Regions from separate parts of the Pan troglodytes genome. Here region 1 is linked to region 2. A link is a contact called in public capture Hi-C data. All regions are on one chromosome and are shown on one strand. The core of a region is the stretch at or near the end of the contact, and the rest is flanking DNA. Distances in the headings are between cores, read along the strand shown. Region 1 overlaps PDILT (protein disulfide isomerase like, testis expressed). Region 2 has its middle 14 kb from the start of GPRC5B.

Region 1 (2,832 bases), core at 200-2,699, 490 kb after region 2:
TTTGAGGATGGGTTGTCTGAAAGAGTATAAAGACAAAATTTGAGAGGCCTTTCCTCGCTCCCCATCTCCAACGGTAGATTATTTGTTGGGCCTGCTTAGCTCCCGGAACCTTTCTTGTGCTCAGCGGTTAATGGCTGAATTTTCATAAATGTGACAAGATGTGAGACACAATGGTTCATGAAATTAGACAATCTGGGAGATGTCTATCAAGGTTCTTTGGATTCAGTAGCATTGGAAACAACACAACCATGGGCAACTTTACTCCATCTCTCTGAGCTCCACTTCTCTTGTGTAAAGTGGGTGAAAATAATAGTGGTTACTTCAAGGAATCATCAGAGTTAAATGAGATTTATGTCACAACCAGCTATAATTGCTTATTGTTTTCTAAGAGTTTTACATGCATTAAGCCATTTACTCCTCTCTATAACTCTGTGGGATAGGTATTATTATTATCTCAATTTTATACATGAGGAAACTGAAGCACAACAAATGACTTACTTGTGCAAAGCCCTGTGACAGTGAGAGGTAAGGCCAGGACAAGAGCCCACTCCGTCTGGCTGTAGAGTTCTTTTCTAATCTCCACTAGGCATGTAAAACACTTGGCATAATGCCTGGCACAAGTTAAGTACATGGTGCATTCTTACTACTGCTTCCATTATTATAGTAAAATTTCTGTGGTCAAAGCAGGACCCAAGCAATGATTACACAAAGGCATGCAGAGTGGTATAATGGACATTGGAGACTCAGATGCGGGGAGGCTGGATGCAGGGTGAGGGATTAAAAAAAACTGCATATTAGGTAGAATGAACATGACTAAGGTGATGGGTGCACTAAAATCTCAGACCTCACCTCTACACAATTGATCCCTGTAACCAAAAGCCACTTGTACCCCCAAAGCTATTGAAATAAACAAAAACAAACCACTCAGTAGCATAGACACGATGATCACATTTATGGAATTGTTAAAAAGTGTATGCCCAGGGCAAAAGAAGTCTAGAGGGAAATTTTCCAAACTATTAAAATTTTTTGTTTTAAAAAAATTCTGTGGTCAGAAATTATGGAGACAGAGAGGAAGCATGAGAGCTCATGAGCGCCATCTGGTGGAACGTCCTGGAGCTAACAGGCCAAATTGAGCCCCTGCAGTTGCCCTGCATGTAATTGGACAGGGGACTTTGGCAGGTAAGGAAAACCAGGTGTGGGAAGGGCGGGGATAGGGGAGGTTGTGGTGTTCCCCTGAGTCCACCCTCTTGTCTCGAAGAGACCTGGAACTCTCCATTAAGAGATCTGATCTGGACGCCTTGGCCCCTCACGTTGCTGGGCAGTGGGGAGGGACTGGGGGAAGCCCTTTTCTGGAAGCGGTATCAGGGAGCTGGCACGTGACCTTGGCAGTGCAAGAGGCTTTTCTGGCTAAACGGAGGGGACTAAAAGGCGCCCAAGTTTGCCTTTCTTCCTCCTGATAACATTGTGAGGCTGCAGGTTCCTGGCTACCCCATGACTGAGGAAGGGGGCTGAGCCAGGGCAGGGGGTCATTGATTGTCTTTCAAGCCAGAACATTTTATCTTTTTCACTGCCGCCCACCCCCTTGGTCCATCTGGAGCACTTGGAGAAAGTGCAAATGACCTCTGCTGCAGAGGGCAAGTTCCAAGTCCAACAGAGAGGTCTTTTGTAAAGTGCCGCTCAGAAAGCAGGGCCCCGGGACAGCTGGCGCGGGCCCCGTTGCTGGTCAGCACGCCTGCTCCTGCAATGGGATCGGAAAGTGAATGATCGCTTTCATTAAACTCCCGGTCAGTGGACCGGAAGCGGGGACTTTGTGCCTCCCTCCTGAATCGATGCCCCTCCACTGCCTGCTTTGTCACCGTCATCGCCTTCTATATCCCCTATCCATCATCACCAGCATGCACTGGCCAATTGCTGGCTGCTCTGGTCCATGGGGCTCTCCCCGGCTTCCTCGTGGATGTGGCCATGCTGGGCTCAGGATTGCTGATTGACACAGAATCCGAATCTGAGTTTCTGAGGGCGGAAGCTCAGGGCAAGAGAAACACTTGGAATGATTGTCCAGATGGTAAAGCAAATTTTAGAGGTTCCACACACAACCCAGTGCCCCTGGGTGTCTGAAATGGACACCCAGAGAGAGCTTGTGGCAACCGGAGTGCTGGGGTCTGAGAGCTAGATTGATGGGGCCTATGATAATAGTAATGGAGATTCATTCATTCATTTTATGCATTCATTCATTTATTCATTCATACAATGAAACTTTTAGGATATGCCATGTGCCAGGCACTGTCCTAGGGATTGGGGATATAACAGTGAACAGATAAAAACCCCTGCTGTCACTGGAAAAGGCAGAAAATAAGCAGAATAACAAAGTAAAATACGTGCTGTGTTAGATAATATGTGCTTTGGAAAAGAACAGGAGAGTTAGAGGTTGGGAGTATTAGGGAAATTGCAAGTTTAAGTAGGAGGCTAAAGATGGCTCACTGAGAAGCAATGTTTTAATAAAGATGGAAAGAAATGAGAGCGCAAGCCATGTAGACATCTAGCAGGAGAGAATTCCTGGTAAAGGGCCAGTGTATGCAAAGGCCCTGAGGTGGGGCATGTGTGACATGTTCAAGGTATGACAAGAAGTCCATTGGGTCTGGAGCAGAGTGAGCTGGGGCCAGGGGACAGGTGATGTAGGGTCTCGCAAGCCACTGAATAGACTTTTCCCAGAATATGGAATGGTACCAGAGGGTTTGGAGCAGAGGTGGAGGTGATCTGAGTTACTTTTTTTCTTTTCTTTTTTCTTTTTTTTTTTAGACGGATCTCGTTCTGTCACCCAGGTTGGAGTACAGT
Region 2 (3,078 bases), core at 164-2,663:
CTTTGTTTTGTTTCTTGTAAGGGCACTAATCCCATCAGGGGGGCCCTGCTCTCATGAGCTCTTCTAAACCTAATCACCTCTCTAAGGCCCCACCTCCTAATACCATCCCATTGGGGATGAGGGCTTCAACATATGAATTTAGGGGGACACAAACATTCAGTTGATAACAAGAAATATCTGGGGGATCCAGGTGAAGCAAGAGGGGATTGGTGTGTGCCCAGTGAGCGGAATTGGAGTTGGGCATGAGAAAGCCACCTGCCGGAGCTGCTCCCCAGGAATACAGCTGGTGGTGCAGGTGGGCACCTTGGGAAGCAGGCTCTGAGGTGGAGACTGGCACATGGGAAAGGTTTTGGGAGTGCTCTCGGGATCAGCATCCAGGATGGGAGGAGGCAGCATTGGGCAGAGGGACCGGTTGGGCTGCATTGCCTTCCCGGCAGCTCTGGAGCTGGCCTCGTAGAGTTGCCCCACACTGGGGAAGTGGGGCTGAGCCTTCGTGCCTCACATCAAAGTGGCTGCAGACCCTGGCTGAGTCTGCTCACCTGCTTCCTGAAAGGAAGAGGCTGGGAAGGGACTTGGCCACCAGCAGGTATTCATTGCCCCCATTCTCTGTTACTCACTCTTGCTCCCCTTGCCCTTGGCCGTGCCCCCTGCTGACCTCAGTGGTTCACCCAGGGCCTGATCAAGACCTTCGTTGCTGAGGGTCCTGAGCCCCTGGTCATCATCCCCTCCCTTCTCAGGCTGTGGCTGTTGCGTGTGACCACTTCCCATCAAAAGTGAGCCAGAGGTTGGGTGTGGTGGCTCATGTCTGTAATCCCAGTGCTTTGGGAGGCCGGGATGGGAGGATCAGTTAAGGTCTGGAGTTTGAGACCAGCCTGGGTAACATAGTGATACCTCGTCTCTGTTAAAAAAAAAAAAAATTAAAAATTAGCTGGGCAGGGTGGTGTGCACCTGTGGTCCCAGCTACTTGGGAAGCTGAGGCGGGAAGATCACTTGAGCCCAGGAGTGGGAGGCTGTCGTGAGCTATGATGGCACCACTGAACACCACCTACGTAACAGAGTGAGATGCTGTCTCTCTCTTTAAAAAAAAAAAAAAAAAGACAGGTGACTAGAAATGCCCAGGTGAAATCACCCAAGGGCTAAACATCTTCCCTGACCCCAGACAGCCCTCCCTCCTCCTGAGGGTGGAGTTCATTCCTCCTCCCAGGACAGAGGATCCTTTCTTTGCCTGCTCATCTTTCCCACCATGAAGCGTACAAAGAGACCAGGTGGCAGCTGCAGCGTGAGATTTAATGGGATATTTTCTGTGTCCCTGGTGGAAATGTTTTTTCCTCTGGAAGCCAAGACCTCAACATCCTGCAGAGCCCAGAGTTTCAGCTGAGTGGTGGTGGTGGCTGCCGCCAGGTCCCTACACTTCCTGTCCCCACACCCAACCTGCCTCCCAAATGCCCATCCCTGCCTGACCCAGGAGGGCCGAGTGTGCATCCGTGACCTAGGTCGTGACTTTCCTCCTCGAACTCCGCTTTCAGGCTCTCATTCAGTGGTGAATTTGGAGGCTCCCTCTTCTCCTCTTAGACTGCATTTCCCCGGATTTCCACTTGGGGGAGACGTCTGTCTTTGTCCTGACCTTTACATCTGTCTCTGGTCAGACACCTCATTTAAAAAAAAATCTTCACTGTCTTTGGCGTGTCCTATGCTTTGGGCTTTGTTATAAATGAGTAGACGGGATTGAGTGGAAGAAGTAATGGTACCCCTGATCATCTTTTTTCTTTTCTTAGAGACAGAGTCTGTCTCTGTTGCCCAGGCTGGAGTGCAGTGGTGCAATCATAGCTCACTGCAACCTCAAACTTGGGCTCCAGTGATCCTCCTACCTCAGCCTCCAGAGTAGATGGGACTAAAGGTGTGCGCCATCATGTCCTGCTAATTTTTAAATTTTTTGTAGGGACAGGGTCTCACTAAGTTGCCCAGGCTGGCATCTAACTCCTGGTCTCAAGTGATCCTCTTGCCTCGGCCTCCCAAAGTGCTGGGATTACAGGCGTGAGCCACAGCGCCCAGCCTCCTCTGACAAATTTTTGAATGCACAATCTCTACACTGCCCAGGGCTCCCCAGAGACAGACAGATTCCTGGGCTCTGAGACATGACATGGGGCAAATTCTTAAAGGTGTCTGAGAACATATCTCTTCTAAGGATTAGTAATATTATTTACAGTGTGTATGAACATATATTTGTTTATTAATTCATTCAATTGTTCATTCATTCTTTGCCCTATTCCAAAAAGAATGGAAGCAAGCCCACTCCTTATTAAACAACCTCATAGACAACATTGAAAACAAGCAAATCACAGTATGCTTGTGGCTGAAGTTGCTTGGAGTCCGGAAGGTCTAAATAACAGCTGGTGGCTGTAATCCCAGCATTTTGGGAGGCTGAGGCAGGTGGACCATTTGAGGTCAGGAGTTCAAGACCAGCCTGGCTAACATGGTGAAACCCTGTCTCTACTAAAAATACACAAATTAGCCGGGTATGGTGTTGCTTACCTGTAATCCCAGCTACTCGGGAGGCTGAGGCAGGACAATCACTTGAACCCGGAAGGCGGAGGTTGCAGTGAGCAGCGATCGCACCACTATACTCCAGCCTGGGCAACAAAGTGAGACTCCGTCTCAAAAAAAAAAAAAAAAAAAATCAGCTGATGATAGAAATTCACAGTAGCACAGATCACTGTTTGAGTTGCCAACGCTGCATCGTAAACTACTCCAAAATGCGGTGGCTTAAAATACAACCACTGATTTGCTCCTGACTGTGTGATTGGCACAGGGCTTATCTGTGGTTCTCATGGCATCCACTAGGGCTGGAATATCCAAGCTCATCTCTCATGCTCCAGGGCCCTCTTTTCAAGTGAACTTCTCTCCAGTAGGGTTGGTGGACTTCTTTAGGCCATGATGGCTGGGTTCCAAGAGAGAGTGGTCCAACAGGCCAATCCTCAGAGCAAATCTGCTGGCCTCCTACGTGCAAACGTCCTATTGGCTGAAGCAAATCCCATGGCCAAGCCACGTCAGTGTGGGAGGGGACCACACAAGGGGGCC

The links. Capture Hi-C pulls out chosen DNA fragments and counts their contacts.
Region 1: a capture Hi-C map of stem cell-derived neural stem cells shows a contact between it and region 2, with 6 times the contacts expected there. The contact joins two enhancer-like sites. A contact is called at or near these places in 4 of 7 Hi-C or Micro-C datasets (blood, induced pluripotent stem cells and stem cell-derived neural progenitor cells) and 1 of 1 other capture datasets (stem cell-derived neural stem cells).

Annotation. Positions count from the first base shown.
Region 1 is chr18:23,008,187-23,011,018 of NHGRI_mPanTro3-v2.0_pri, forward strand. It overlaps PDILT (protein disulfide isomerase like, testis expressed), which reads right to left. Exons shown (of 12, transcript NM_001280427.1): 3 at 1-16. Among named protein-coding and RNA genes, the nearest start is that of PDILT, 19 kb to the right of the region's middle. Within about 2 kb of position 1,450, at least 7 of the 24 cell types and tissues checked have an H3K27ac peak or open chromatin away from gene starts, as enhancers often do. A contact at or near this core is called in stem cell-derived neural stem cells, where this site is marked.
Region 2 is chr18:22,522,493-22,525,570 of NHGRI_mPanTro3-v2.0_pri, forward strand. No RefSeq gene overlaps it. Among named protein-coding and RNA genes, the nearest start is that of GPRC5B, 14 kb to the left of the region's middle. Within about 2 kb of position 1,414, at least 1 of the 24 cell types and tissues checked has an H3K27ac peak or open chromatin away from gene starts, as enhancers often do. A contact at or near this core is called in stem cell-derived neural stem cells, where this site is marked.